Linked DNA regions of Sus scrofa: all the other regions are linked to region 4. Evidence: chromatin contacts called from public Hi-C and targeted proximity ligation data. All regions are on one chromosome and are shown on one strand. The core of a region is the stretch at or near the end of the contact, and the rest is flanking DNA. Distances in the headings are between cores, read along the strand shown. Region 1 holds the start of LOC100622642 (putative protein T-ENOL). Region 2 holds the start of SEZ6L2 (seizure 6-like protein 2). Region 3 holds the start of MVP (major vault protein). Region 4 holds the start of ZNF771 (zinc finger protein 771). Region 5 holds the start of PRR14 (proline-rich protein 14).

The links. A called contact is a pair of places that touch in the nucleus more often than the background predicts.
Region 1: a contact with region 4 is called in a Hi-C map of embryonic fibroblasts, with 2.5 times the contacts expected there. A contact is called at or near these places in 1 of 5 promoter capture datasets (fetal liver), 1 of 47 Hi-C or Micro-C datasets (embryonic fibroblasts) and 1 of 2 datasets of targeted methods (alveolar macrophages).
Region 2: a targeted proximity ligation map of alveolar macrophages shows a contact between it and region 4. A contact is called at or near these places in 1 of 47 Hi-C or Micro-C datasets (embryonic fibroblasts) and 1 of 2 datasets of targeted methods (alveolar macrophages).
Region 3: a targeted proximity ligation map of alveolar macrophages shows a contact between it and region 4. A contact is called at or near these places in 1 of 47 Hi-C or Micro-C datasets (embryonic fibroblasts) and 1 of 2 datasets of targeted methods (alveolar macrophages).
Region 5: a contact with region 4 is called in a targeted proximity ligation map of alveolar macrophages. A contact is called at or near these places in 2 of 2 datasets of targeted methods (alveolar macrophages and skeletal muscle).

The regions. Positions count from the first base shown.
Region 1 is chr3:18,090,673-18,093,372 of Sscrofa11.1, forward strand. LOC100622642 (putative protein T-ENOL) reads left to right here and starts at 1,295. Exons shown (of 6, transcript XM_021086430.1): 1 at 1,295-1,366; 2 at 2,446-2,539. The coding sequence starts at 2,450. It overlaps CDIPT (CDP-diacylglycerol--inositol 3-phosphatidyltransferase), which reads right to left and starts at 761. Exons shown (of 6, transcript NM_001167642.1): 1 at 719-761; 2 at 489-623. The coding sequence starts at 761.
Region 2 is chr3:18,118,175-18,120,910 of Sscrofa11.1, forward strand. SEZ6L2 (seizure 6-like protein 2) reads right to left here and starts at 1,348. Exons shown (of 19, transcript XM_003354543.4): 1 at 772-1,348. The coding sequence starts at 850.
Region 3 is chr3:18,055,117-18,057,816 of Sscrofa11.1, forward strand. MVP (major vault protein) reads left to right here and starts at 1,432. Exons shown (of 15, transcript XM_021086424.1): 1 at 1,432-2,237. It overlaps PAGR1 (PAXIP1-associated glutamate-rich protein 1), which reads left to right. Exons shown (of 3, transcript XM_013987719.2): 3 at 1,385-1,804. The coding sequence ends at 1,584.
Region 4 is chr3:17,915,978-17,918,677 of Sscrofa11.1, forward strand. ZNF771 (zinc finger protein 771) reads right to left here and starts at 1,437. Exons shown (of 3, transcript XM_005653018.3): 1 at 1-1,437.
Region 5 is chr3:17,750,080-17,752,779 of Sscrofa11.1, forward strand. It overlaps PRR14 (proline-rich protein 14), which reads right to left and starts at 1,301. Exons shown (of 12, transcript XM_021086416.1): 1 at 1,182-1,301; 2 at 327-398; 3 at 34-202. The coding sequence starts at 349. It overlaps LOC110259905 (a long non-coding RNA gene), which reads left to right and starts at 1,563. Exons shown (of 2, transcript XR_002342364.1): 1 at 1,563-2,700.

The DNA of each region.
Region 1 (2,700 bases), core at 45-2,544, 170 kb after region 4:
GAAGTGGGGAGGCTAGCTCTAGAGCTCATCAACCCCAGAATCCAGGGTCCAGGTCTCCAGACAAGAAGACTTGAAATCTTAGGGAAGTCTTGGAAGTGAACAGATTCAAAAAGTAGACAACCCTCCAGAAACTATCCCTCTTCCCTCTCCATCTGCCTTCCAAACCCACCTTCTGGAATCATTCTGGCTGGTGCCTGCCACACAGGAGATACCAATAAACATAAACATCTGTTGAATGGATGTTTTAATCCTTCGGAGAGGCCGGCAGCACTGCCACTTGCCACGCCCAGTCTTGCCATCCCACACCCCTCCTCTCAAAGAGTGCTTCTCAACTGCGAGCTTAAATCCCTTCCGCTACAAAAGCGGGCCACTCTGCTCTGCTTTCTACAGAGATGGGAATGACAGAGCTCCTGAGTACCTGAGGAAGCAGGAAAAGGGGGCAGAGGGTTGTTGGGCCTCGAGGCTGGCTGGGAGGAGGTATCTGTCACCTTGATTAAGGACTCGAGCAGCGTGTCCATCAAAAGCGTCCAGAAGTCCGCTGAGCAGGTAGAAGGAGGAGGCCGTGAAGGGGCAGCAGGGCATGAAGTAGAAAGAAATGATGGCGAAGACAATCCGGGCATAACCTTGGGACGGGACGAGGGAGAGACAGGGCAGATCAGGAAGCCTGCCCAAGACCCCTGGCCCTCCCGTTCGGCCCGGAGCCGCGGACAGCACTCACCAATAAGGTTAGGCACAAACAGGAAGATATTTTCGCTTGGCATCGCGGAGGCCCCCTGGCCGCTCTGGGCCTTATCCGGAGGTGCCAACTCTGTCCCAGCCCCGGCGCGACGCTCACCCTCCAGCCTGGCGCATCGGCCGCGCCCACTGCGCGCAGGTCTCTGCTGCCCCAGCCGGGTCCCAGATGTTAAAGCTCAATGTCGACCGTAGCATGGGCTAACCCAGCTGTGAGCCGGGAGCGAACACCCTGCCCTTCCTCAGGGCAGACGCTCGCCTCTTCCTGCCTCCAGCTGCGGCCTCTGCTGCTCCAGCTGTGCTGGGCTTCCGGAACCTACTCTACTGCGTTCTACCTTGCAAAATTGGAGAAAGGAAGAAGAGGCTTTTGAAATGGCTGCGGCCCCTTTAAGACCTGCTGGCTTCCTTGTCTTCCCTCCGCCCCTTACCATCGGCTTGTACCAAAGCACAGAGGGAGGAGAGGGGAAAAAGAAACATAGTCGTCGAGCAAAAAAGGGAATTGAAAAGGAGAGGCCAAAAGAGAAGGAGGCCTAGATAAATGTCTCTACGTTCCTTTCTGTGCAGGGTATGACTTCCTGGAGACAAAGATAAGGGGAGAAGATTCCGCTCTCTCGCGTTTTTGCACCCCCAAGAGGTCAGGTTATTTGGTACAGTCCACATTTTCCTTCCCCGCCCCCCTCTCTCCACCCTCATTAGCTCTTGCAGGATCCAGGCAACGAGATGACAGCCAGAGGGCCCGAAGGGCGACCTGGGGGGGGGCTGCTTTTCGCGTGCCCCTAGTGGTGGGAGGATTAGGTCGCAGGCTCCACTCTGTGTCATCTTCCCAGGTCTCTCTAGATTCTAGCGCTAGAGTCACTGACCCCTAAGAGGGACCTAGCAGGGAGCGGAGGAGTTGCGAATGCGACAAGCTAGGAAAATGCCCTTACCCCTGTGGTTCTAGAATCCCTAGTCTCCTGGCAACGGCGCTGCGGAACCTTTGCATATGCCAAAGTTTTCGTAGTAAGGGGTAGCGGAGCCGCCCTGGGTTCCCCTTTTTCCAAACTTCTCCCCCAACTCCCCGCTCCCACGGCCCCTAAAAGGGCTTTTTAGACCTCCCTGTCCCCTCTTCTGCCCAGGAGCCCAAGATTTCGACCCATCTGCCAGGTCGGGGGTGGCAAGTGGGCTGCCTTGTCTTAAGAAGGGCCTTGGATGGGAAGAAGGAAAGCGAGGCTCTCGCCGGGCCGAGTGGAGGCAGGGGAGAGGGGGCGGGCGTGTGGGTGTCCCACTCCCTCCCCCAGGAAGATTTAAGGCAGCGATTTTTTTTTTTTTTTTTTTTTTTTTTTTGGTCTTTTTGCCTTCTCCAGGGCCGCTCCCGCGGCATATGGAGGTTCCCCGGCTAGGGGTCGAAGTGGAGCTACAGCTGCCGGCCTACACCACACCCACAGCAACGCCAGATCCGAGCTGCGTCTGCAACCTACACCACAGCTCACGGCAACTCCCAATCCTTAACCCACTGAGCGAGGCCAGGGATCGAACCTGCAACCTCATGGTTCCTAGTCAGATTCCTTAAACACTGAGCCACGACGGGAACTCCAACCCCCCCCCCCCCCCCCCCCCCCCCCGCTTCAGAGAGAAACTGACACAGTCCTCTAAGGCCTTGGGCGAGAGTGGTGGGTTGGGTTTGGCAGAAGGAGGCTGGTTTCGCAGCCTAACATGGGCTCCAACTGTCCCCAGGGGGATGACATCCACTCCTACCAGGAATGAGGAGAAAAAGGGCAGCCGGCTGTCCCAAGCAGCGACCTCTACAGCCTCATTGAGTGGAGGTCTGGTGAGTGTCCGAGAGGACTTGAGGTGGGGGTGAAATGAAGTAGAGAGCTCTCAGCTGAGGGCACTGAGATCTCCCAGCCTTGAGACCCTAACCTCCACCCTGAGCCCAGAGTCCCCAGCACTAGGTCCTGAGGTCACCCAAGGCTGCCCTCCACTTCCACG
Region 2 (2,736 bases), core at 98-2,597, 200 kb after region 4:
ACTCCTACACCTTCCTCTCTCCCTTCTCCCCCAGGCTGAGTGGGCCTTCGGTGAGCACCTCAGCTCTGAGGAACCTTGGCTAACGTCAGCAGGGTGGAGAAGAGGCAGGGTGCTGCCCGCATTCTCCTCTCACTGGTGCTCTCCCCGCAACCCTGGGGCTCCGCAGAGGGTCTAGCAGCACCTCCCAACCCTTGCTTCCGCAGTGCCCAGCTTTCTCTTTGGGTTTCTGTCCCTGCAGTGTGGTTTCTCTCTCTCTCTCTTTCTTCCTTCCTCTCACCCTCCAGTCCTCCCTCCCTTTCCTTCTCTGCAGTCTCTGTCCCCTTCCCTGGAGTCTTGCTGGGGGGTCAGAGTGGGGGACTGAATATCTGGCCTCTGAGCATTGCCTCTGTTCATCTGTCTTTGTCCACACATCCAAGAACATTTGTATGTGCAGTGCCTGGCATCTTTCCCACACCTCTATCTCCCACCCAGCTACCCTGCCTGCTTCTGCTGCCTCCGCAGACACCCCCCCCCAACTTTCCCAGCCCCTTTTTCTGAATTGAATGCCTGAGACTCGGCTAAAAACTCCTGTCAGTCATTTTCCCACCTCCTCAATATAGGAGGTTAGGAGCTCCAGGCACAAGAGGAAAGCCTCGGCTGGCCCCTTCCGCGATGGCTGTGCCCCTCCCCTCCCCCAGGAGCTCAAAAGGCACAGGATGTTCAGAGAAAGGAAGGTAGGGGACCGTGCTGGGGGCCTTCTCGGGGCCCACCCCCATGCATCAATGTCCTTACCCTGAATCCAGGGACAGCTCAGCAGAAATAGGAACAGCAGCTGGGGAGGCGGTGGATGCTGGGCCCTGGGAGTCCCCATGGCGACTCACACCGATTTCTCTCTTCCGTGCCTCTCCTAAATAATCCAACTGTCACCTTTCGTCGGTCTCCTTTTATCTTTCCTATTAATTTCCCCCCCCCCCCCAGCAGTTAGCAAGGAAGACAATTTCTCTGCCCCTTGGAACGAAGGGGCAGAGCTGGCTGGGCTTGGAGCCCTCCCCTCTTTGCCCAGTCTCCTCTGTCCTCAGCTCTCGGGTCTGTAGGAGAGGGGGCGCGGCTCTGGCTGCAGGGGGTGGGGCCGGGAAGGGCGAAGGAGCCGGGTCGCCTGGGTCCTCTTGATCGAGCGCTTGGGTCCGCTGGGCTGGCTGGATTCTAAGCTGGGGGAGTGGGGAAAGGCAAAACAGCTTCCGGGGACCTAGGGTGGGGTCGAGTATAGGAAGGGTCCCTACTGTGCTCAAGTGAGGCTTGGCGGGGAGGGGAGGGGGTTGCAGAACCTGGAAAGCCGAGGCTTGGGCACTGGAGCTGCGGGAGGGAGAAGCTGAGAAAGGTGTCGTGCCCACGTCAGATCCTGGGGACGGGCGAAGGGAGGGGCCTGGGATTTATTTGGGGGCGGTGGGGGAGGAGGAGGGGGAGGAAGTGCAGATGGAAGAAGGAGGGACCACTAGAGCCAGGGTCGTAATCCTCACTCCCGCGGCCCCTAGGGGAGGGAAAGGAAACTCTGGTTCCAGCAGTAATTATACCCCTCCCCCAGCCATTCCAGCACATTTGGAATCTGAGTCTTCTCTTCACAGGGTACCGAGGGACAGCATAGCTGGGTTCGCGCCTGCTCAGCCCCCCAGTATGCCCCCGGCCCACTCCATGGGACGTGGCTTTCACAGAAGCTCATGTGGAATGGGTTTTCCCCTCCTCCAGAAGAATGGCAAGTTCCTACGTTTGTGAGAAACCTAAGGGGTGACAGGCTGGGATCTGGGGAGGGAAGACCCCTCTTCTAACGTACAACACGACCCCAGCCAGCCGCCTGGTGGCTTCAACTTTGATTTTTTTTTTTTTTTTTTCCTCCTGGTCTCATCTCAGGGCCTCTGGAGCACCCTTTTCAGCACCACAAGAGCGGACAGCTCTTCTCGGCCCGCCTGAGCGCGCCTGGAGCCCGGCGCAGTAGGCGATTGGCTGAAGCCGCCTTCATTATCTATCAGGCTCCCTCCCGGGGCTGGCTTTGTGAAGGCGAAGGGGGAGGTGGAATCACAGGCCGACTGGTCGAGGGATCGGCTGACCCACGGACAGGCCGCAGTGTCCCCCGTCTGCAGTCTGAGACCGCCAGCCTCGTCCATCGGTCGGCGCGCTTGCCCCGCCCCTTAGATTGCCCCGCCCCTCCACCAGCCCCGCCCCTTTTTCGCATTGCGGGGCGCTGGAGGTTGGCGTTGTGCCCCCTGAACCCCACGTGGCACCCGGTCCGGGCCGGGGGAGGCAAATCCGGAGACCACCCCACCCCCCGCCTTCAACCCGGCTGAGTTGCCGCGGCCACTGGGCGAGGGCGGGGGTAGCTAAGCTGAGAGGACTGTGGGGAGGGGTGACGTCAGGGTGAGTGGGAGCCAAGGAAGGAGCGAGTAGGAGAGAGAGCGAGCGAGGGAGAGGGAGAGGGAGAGAGAGAGAGAACCCGCGGGTCGGGTCGAGTGAGAAGCAAGGGCAAGAAGGAGAGGGGGTTGGAAGGAGAGAGAGAAGTCGCTGCGGAGGACGGCTGGTTGCGGGTTCCCGACGGCTGGTTGCGGGTTCCCGGGGCTGCGGGTCCAGGTGGGGTAGGAACTGCAGTCTAGGGGAGCTAGAAGGCAAGGGGGAGGGGGAGGGAAGGATAAAGCGAAGAGATAGGTGGGGGGGGTAGAGGGAGGAGAGAAGAGAGGGGGAGACAGTGGAGAAAGGAGACTGAGGGAG
Region 3 (2,700 bases), core at 182-2,681, 140 kb after region 4:
CTCAAATCTGTTTTAAATTTTTTTAAATTATTATTATTTTATTTTTAGGGCCTCAAGTGTGGCAAATGGAGGTTTCCAGGCTAGCGGTCCAATTGGAGCTGCAGCCCCTGGCCTACACCACAGCAACACGTGATCCGGCCACATCTGCGACCTACACCACAGCTCACGGCAACACTGGATCCTTAACCCACTGAGCAAGGCCAGGGATCGAACCTGCAACCTCATGGTTCCTAGTAGGATTTGTTGCTGCTGTGCCACGACAGGAACTCCCAATTCTGTTTTAAATTCTCCGAAGGAGGAGTTCCTGCTTGGTGCAGTGGATTAAGAATCTGATTGCAGTGACTTGGTTCACTGGAGAGGGACGGGTTCAATCCTGGGCCTGGTGCTCTGGGTTAAAGGATCGGGCGTAGCCTCAGCTGTGGTTTGGATTCAGTCCCTGAACTTCCATGTGCCATGGCTGCGGCCGTTAAAAAAAAAAGGAGTTCCCATTGTGGCTCATCGGAAATGAACCCAACTAGTATCCACGAGGATGCGGGTGTGATCCCTGGTCTTGCGCAGTTGGTTAAGGATCCGATGTTGTTGTGAGCTGTGGTGTAGGTCGCAGATGTGGCTTGGATCCCGAATGGCTGTGGCTGTGGTATAGGCTGGCAGCTGTAGCTTTCAACCCCTAGCTTGGGAACTTCCATGTCCTGCACGTGCAGCGGTAAAAAGCAAAAAAAAAAAAAAGTCTTCCAAAGGATTTTATTGCTGGGGTGTAAGAGCTTATCAAAATGAGAATCCAGGAGTTCCCATCGTTGCTCAGTGGTTAATGAACCCAACTCTCATCCATGAGGACACAGTTTCCATCCCTGGCTTTGCTAAGGATCCCAGCATTGCCAAGGCTGTGGTGTCGGCCGGCAGCTACAGCTCTGATTCGACCCCTCGCCTGGGAACCGCCATATACCGTGGGTGCGGCCCTAAAACAATTTAAACAAAGAGAATCCAACACACACACTGTGCCCCCACCAAGGCTTCCATTTAAACAAAGAGATCCGTACCCCTTATCGTGATCTGTGAGTCATTTCTTGGGCCTCATCTTTCCTGTCTCCCCCAGTTCTGCATTTGCCCTTGAGCAGACCTCCCCGTTCCTGCCCTGGGGCTTTTGCACTTGCTGGTGCCTGCCTGGGCTGCTCTTCCTAGGTCTTCACATTACCTGCCCCTTCTCATACGTCCAGCCTTCACGGCCCACCCCATCTGAGGCCCCAGCCCTACACCACAGCCCCTCCAGGACAGGCCTAGAAGTCGCTCTGTTTCCCGAGCTCCTCAAGTGAGTCATAAGATCCCAGGAAGGTCCGGGGCACAGAACCTCAGTCGCGCCCACATTTCTCTCCTTCCCCTTCTGCAGGAAGCTCAGCCCGGAGCCAGAAACGGGAGGCCCGCCTGGACAAGGTCCTCTCGGACATGAAGCGGCACAAGAAGCTGGAGGAGCAGATCCTCCGGACCGGCAGGGACCTCTTCAGCCTGGACGCAGAGGACGCCAGCCCCCCCAGCCCCGCGCTCCGGGCCTCGGGAAGTAGCCTCTTCCCCAGGCAGCGCAAGTACTGAGCGCCTCTGCCTTTAGGGTGCAGAGTCCTGACCTGCTGGCCCTCCCTCCCTACCCCGGGGGCGCTGGGGCACCTGGGAGGAGCAGAGACCCTGCGAACTCCCAACACAGCACCTTACCAGAAAGAGGACATGTGTATGTGTGTGTGTGTTTTCTATGGAACCGTTGTTTGGACACCTGGGCTGAATTTTCTGAATCTAAAATAAAAAAAGAAAAGTAGCAGGTTATCTTCTCTTTAGAGGAGGTACTGCCGCTGGAGCACACGCAGGCCTGGAGAGGCAGAGTCGGACCCACCCTGATGGGAAATGCCAGCCAGAGGGGGGAGAAGCCAACTCAGCACCACCCCCCCCCCCCCCCGCCGCCGCCCTAGGCCTTGGACCCCCTCCTAGTTTCATTCCAGCGCTGCCAGCTGGCTCTGAGGCGGGCATTCCTGAGCACTGAATGAGCTGCAGTGCCTTCAGCTGCAGTGAAAGCCTCCCACAGGAGAGAAACAAACCCAAAAAACTCAACGAGAACCAGCTGCAAGGGCCCTTTAAATGCCCAAGCCCCACCCCTGCGCCTGGCCTGCCCTGCCGGGAAGTGATCCCTAGGGCTGGGTGAAGGCGGCTCCCTCTCCGAGCTGAGGCGTCAGCTGCAGCCAGCCACACTTCTGGATGTAAGTACTCCGTCCTGGCTCCCAAAGCCCCAAACCAGCTGGCGGGCCCTTGTCCCCCACCCCCAAGACCTCTCCCTAGCTCTGTCCTGCCTTCGCCGACTCGCGTGGGCTGGGGCAGGTGGCTTTAGAACTAGAGCCGGGAGAAGGTGGGTGGAGGCTTGGCCTTGGGAGATACCGCTGGCCTTGTTTTTTCGGGCTTCTGAAGGCAAAAGGCAACTCATCTGACCCCTCGCCAAACCCCATCTCAGGCCTCTCGGACTTTGAGCTCCCACATCCGCAGTAGGGGCAGGGGAAGCTTCACGGGTCCGTTCACACCCCCTCCTGGACTGAGACTGGTCCCTGCTGTCCTCATCTTTTCCCTCCCCCTGGGGACCTGGGCTCTGGTCGCTCCCCTTGAGCTCTTAGAACGCGCCCCCCGTGGAGGTTCCTCAACCCTGCAAACGCTGAGGTTTCCACCACTACC
Region 4 (2,700 bases), core at 187-2,686:
TGATTTGTCCAAGTTACAAAGTGAGGGTTGTCATAGCATCCCTGACAACCCAGTAGCTTAGATGGAAAATTATAGTACACGGACCAGGTCCAGTCCACAGCATTTTTTTTTCTTTTTTTAATGGGCGCACCAATGGCATATAGAAGTTTCTGGGCCAGGGATCGAACCCGCGTGCCTCCATAGCAACCCAAGCTGCTGCAGTCAGAGCCACAGCGGGAACTCCCACAGCAGTATCTTGTTTGGCCCTCAAGTTTAAAAGTTAGCTTTAGGAGTTCCCTGGTGGCCTAGCAGGCTAAGGATCTGACATTGGAATTCCTGCCTGTGGCCATCAGGATCAGTGGCATCTCAGCAGCACCAGGATGCAGGTTCAATTCCCCAGCCGGGCACGGTGGGTTAAAGCATAGACCGGGGAACTCCATATGCTGTGGGGCGGCCAAAAAAAAAAAAGGACCTGCCCGTTGTCACTGATGCACTGATGTGGCATGAGTTCTGTCCCTGGCCCAGGAATTTCCACATGCCACAGGTGCAGCACAAAAAAAGTAGTAAGAGAGAACTTTTACACATTTTAATTTTCAACATTTAAAAATTGAGATATTTCATATAAACATCTGTATTTTCCTACTTCTCTTGAAAAAGATAGCTGAGTCTCCTATTTTATGACTGAGGCAGTGAAGATTCAGAAATGATGAAAAAAAAGAGAACATCCAGTAAGTGCTTACAATCCCTAGTTGTCTCTTTACAACGACCTTGTGGGGACCTTCTTTTGACAGATGAGGGAACTGAAAGATGAGCGAGCTTAAGTAGTTTCCTCAAAGGCACATAGCTGGTAAGTAGAAAATTCCATAGCTCCAAATTATCTTTCAGAAATGAGGTTACATGAGGAAGCTGTAGCACAGCCAGGACTCAAGACATCCTCAGTCTGCAGTCCAGGGCATAACTCGGATGTTGGGATTACAAATGGTCAACCTTTTGCTCCTCCTCAGAGCTGGCAAAAGGGAGTAAATGAGTGTGATACCCACACTCAGGATCCCCAATGCTATTTTGATTGTGTTCATTCTCTCATCAAATATTTATTGAGCCCTACTATGTGCCTGGCACCATTCTAGATATTGGAGATGCAGTAGGAAACAAAAGAGACAAAAATCTTGGCTGCTATGGCACTTCTCAGGGTGTTAAAAAGTGTCAACAAGTAAATAAACCAGATAATTTCAGATAATGACAGGTGTAGGAAAGAAATAGGGCCAATAAGGAGTATTGCAATGATGCAATAGGGAGTAGCTATGGTTGGGGGCTTCTTTAATGTGGGTAGGGAAGGCATCTCTTAGGAAATAATTTATGAGATGAAACTTGAATGATGACAAAGTGTAGCCACTTGAGGAGTTCCTGTCATGGCTCAGCGGTTAACGAATCTGACTAGCATCCATGAGGACACAAGTTTGATCCCTGGCTTTGTTCAATGGGTTAAGGATCTGGTGTTGCTGTGAGCTACGGTGTAGGTCGCAGACATGTCTCGGATCCTGCATTGCTGTGCTTGTGGTGTAGGCTGGCAACTACAGCTCGGATTCAACCCCTAGGCCTGGGAACCTCCATGTGCTGAGGGTGTGGCCCTAAAAAGCAAAAAAAAAAAAAAGCATTAGCCACTTGAAAATCTGGAGGAATGTTCTAGACAGAGCTACAGAGACTAAGCTGAGATTAAACTTGGCATATTTGAGGAACAGAAAGAAGGCTTATGTGACTGGAGCCAAGTGAATCAGTGATGGGAAAAGCAGTGTGAGATCTGGGGGAGAGGCAGGCAGGGGGCCAGATGATGGCTGGAACCCTAGAAAAGGCAAAGTGTTGTCCCCTGATGCAGAGAATCAGTGAGGAGACTCAGCTGGGAGCAGGAAAGTTCCTACTGGGAGGTCTTCCTACTGTGGGAGGACTTTAGGACAGATGCTGGCAAAAGGAGAAACATGTACAAGTATCCAGAATCAGAGCTAGTTCTTGTTCTTGAGAATCTCACAGTCTAGTAAAAAAGATTGTGACTAAAAAGCATAGAGTCAGAGTTCGCATTGTGGCACAGCAGAAGCAAATCCAACTGGTAACCATGAGGTTGCAGTTTTGATCCCTGGCCTTTCCTCAGTGGGTTCAGGATCCTGTGTTGCTGTGGCTGTAGCTCTGATTTGACCCCTAGTCTGGAAACCTTTTTTGCGGCCCTAAAAAGCAAAAAAAATAAAAATAAAAAGTATAGGGTCCCCTGGTGGCCCAGTGGGTTCAAGGATCCAGTGTTGTGGCTGCAGTGGCTTGGATTCGATCCGAGGCCTGGCCCAGTGGGTTAAAGGATCTGGCGTTGCCACAGCTGCAGCATAGGTCACAGCTGTGGCTTGGATTCAAATCTTGGCCCATCAACTATTGAAGAAAAAAAAAACCAAACACGAGAAGGAAATAGTAGGTCTTTGACTGGAGAATAGTGGGGTGGGTGAAAAACTCCCTTGATTAAAGTGGGAATTGGGTGTAGGCCTCACTGAAGGGATGAATGTAAAAGACCTCCAAGGATGAGTGGGAGTTTGCCAGATGAACAAAACATAGCATCTTCTGGGATTGTAAACTCTTGTGAAGGGCACATCATGTTCCAGGGACACCATCACCAGAGTATTTAGTGAGGCCTGTTGTGTGCCAGGCCCCTTTTAGGACTAGGAGGTCATAAAATGAATTTGGAAA
Region 5 (2,700 bases), core at 51-2,550, 170 kb before region 4:
GGAGAAGGGGGCCTCTCAGTTCAAGGGGCTCACCATGTGGGCAGCCATGACATCTTCCAGGACCACAGCCAGGACCCGCCGAGAGGCTTTTTCCAAGGGCGAAGGGGCCCCAAGGGGCTGCAGTTTCGGCCGTTTGGGGCTCCTGGCTCCCCATAATGCTCGAGCCAGAGGCTGGCGGCACAGACGCTGCCGGCCAGGCGGGCTGGAGGTGGAGAGAAGCAGAGGACGGTCCTCTAAGCCTGTTGTTGGCTCTGTGGTTTCCCCGGTACGGCCACCAGGCTCCCCGTTTCCCGGGCTCAAGACAGGCGGGCGGGGTGCGCTCTCACCTGGAGTCCCCGGGCAAGTCCATGGGGGAAGCGGCGGCTCCGGGGAGTCCCTGGGGGATCCCAGGCTCCAGCCTGGGTTTGGGGGGGAGCGGGGGAGCGGGGAGTGAGGGCCAGCCCCTCCCCTGGGGCTCCGCCCTTCATGGTCCGCCCGAGGCTCCCAGTAGCCCAGGGGCCGGAGCCCTGGGGCTCGGAAGGGCGCCCTCGTCTGGCCGCCGGGAACGGGTGTCTTCCCGCTGCTGCCGCGATCAGTGGATCACTCGCGCCCTGCCTGGCCGCGAGAACCTGGATTGCAGCGGCCCCAGTTCTCCCACGGCCCAAGCCTCCTGGGGCCTTTGTCCCTTCAGATTCTGCCCTGAGATCCCCCGGGATCAGCTGGGATCCCGGTCCTCAGAGGCTCAGTTTCCGCCAGATCCCTCTGTAATCCTCATCCACTCCCAGTGAGTGGGCGAGGACTCCGAAGGAACACTCCCACACGCCGACGGTTCCCCCCCTACCAGATCCCCTAGACTGGATCCCCGCTGAAAGAATCCTATAGCGCGGTTCCTCCAGTCAGACGCCGCGCGAGGATCCTCCTCTCCCCGTGAGCTTCGGCTCCACAAAGCTCCACTCAGAAAGGGGCTGCCCGAGCTTGAGCATCACAAACTCAGTCCGGATCCCCGGGGATCCACTGTCAAGCAGATACCCCCTTCACTCCAATCCCGGGAGGTCCCGCCCACAGACCCCCTCCCTCCGCCCTCCCCGGATCCCCGCCCAGCGCTCTCCCCAGCCCGGGACCAGATGGTTCAAAAGTTTCCTTCCCTCCCTCCTCCCGCCCTCTCTTCAGCCGCTCGGTGCCCTCCCCCGCGCGCCGCTCACCGCCGCCTCCCGCGGATCCCGGGTCTTCGACGGCTCCCACCTCCGGCTCCTTTAAAACTAGCCTTACCCAGCTCTGCCCAACCGCCGAGGGCCTTCTTCTCAGAGCCTTTGGGCAACGCCCAATCGCCGGTCGCCGTCTTCCGGGGTGGTGAGAAACTAAGTGAAGCCGCCTAGCGGCCATCATCCCTAGGGGCAAGAAGCCAAATTGGGCAGCGCCGCCATTATAGTTGAGGGCAGATAGCGCTGTCCTCAGTGGACCGCAGTGGGCCGGATGGCGTCATCTTTTCCGGCCAGTGAGTGGCCGAAGATGATGCCAAGGTTCTTGAGCTACTGAGGCAACTGTCATGAAGCTAGAGTACCGCCACGTTTTTTAAGGGCATCTTCCGGTTCTTTCGTACTTGGGCCAATAAACGTGAACTGAGTGCTAACGATATGTGAAATTCCCAGTTGCCTAGAGAGGCCCCTTTGAAGCCTTTTCCAGTACCATCGTGGGTTGCTGAACCGGGTTCCCGAGTTGCACGGAAGTGTTTGGCAGCGGGTGGCGGGGACCAGAGACAGGCTGGTGCCACCTCCTGCTTCTCTGGTTGCGTGGCGTCCTGGAGGGACTGGGCTGAGCGGGGGTGCGGAGGAGGCTGGGGCGTTGAGCTTCACTTCACCCAAGGGTTGTGTACCTCTTCCTGGAGGAGCGGGGGTTTCTGCCGCTGGCGCTGGGGGCTCAGTATAGAGGTGCTAGTGCCAGGAGACCAATAACAACCTTGGGGTGCTCGGTGGGGTGCGGCCGCTTTCCTCTCTTTTCGGGCCTCCCCCGAGCCCTCTTTCAAGAGGGACCTAGCTGATGGGCTGTGTAATCAGTCCCATAGTAGTAAGGGACCAGGGATGGAATCCTGCTGCTTAAAGGGGCTTCATCCTGAAACTTTTATACCAGGAGCCAGCTGGTGGTGGGGAGGTAGTGGCTTCTTGCACTGTGAAGGCACCCTCACCGCCTAACCAAAACTCATGCCTCCACTCCTTCCCCAGGATTCCCTGGTCCAAGCTAGTACTTATTTTCTTGCTGGAGCAAGAGAGCCTGAAGCCTAGAATCCTGCGTCTGAGATGACGGTGCACAAGTGACCTAACCCAGCCCAGCATGATTCTCGCCTATGAGATTAAATGATAAGAGTAGTGACACAGGGATTTCTCACTGTGGCTCAGTGAATGTGGACACGAATTTGACTAGCATCCACGAGGATTCGAGTGCGATCCCTGGCCCCGCTCAGTGGGTTAATGCCCTGGCATTGTCTCGATCTGCGGTGTAGGTTGTAGACACGGCTCAGATTCCACATTGCTTTTGCTGTGGCTGTGGTGTAGGCCAGCAGCAGTAGTTCCAATTCAACCCCTAGCCTGGGAACCTCCATGTGCCAAGGAAGCAGCACTAAAAAGAAAAAAAAAAAAAAAAAAAGAATAGTGACACAGAAAGGGTAGAATGGAAAGAGCCCCCACTGGTAAGAATTGGTGTAGAAAGTGAAGACACCCCAACTTG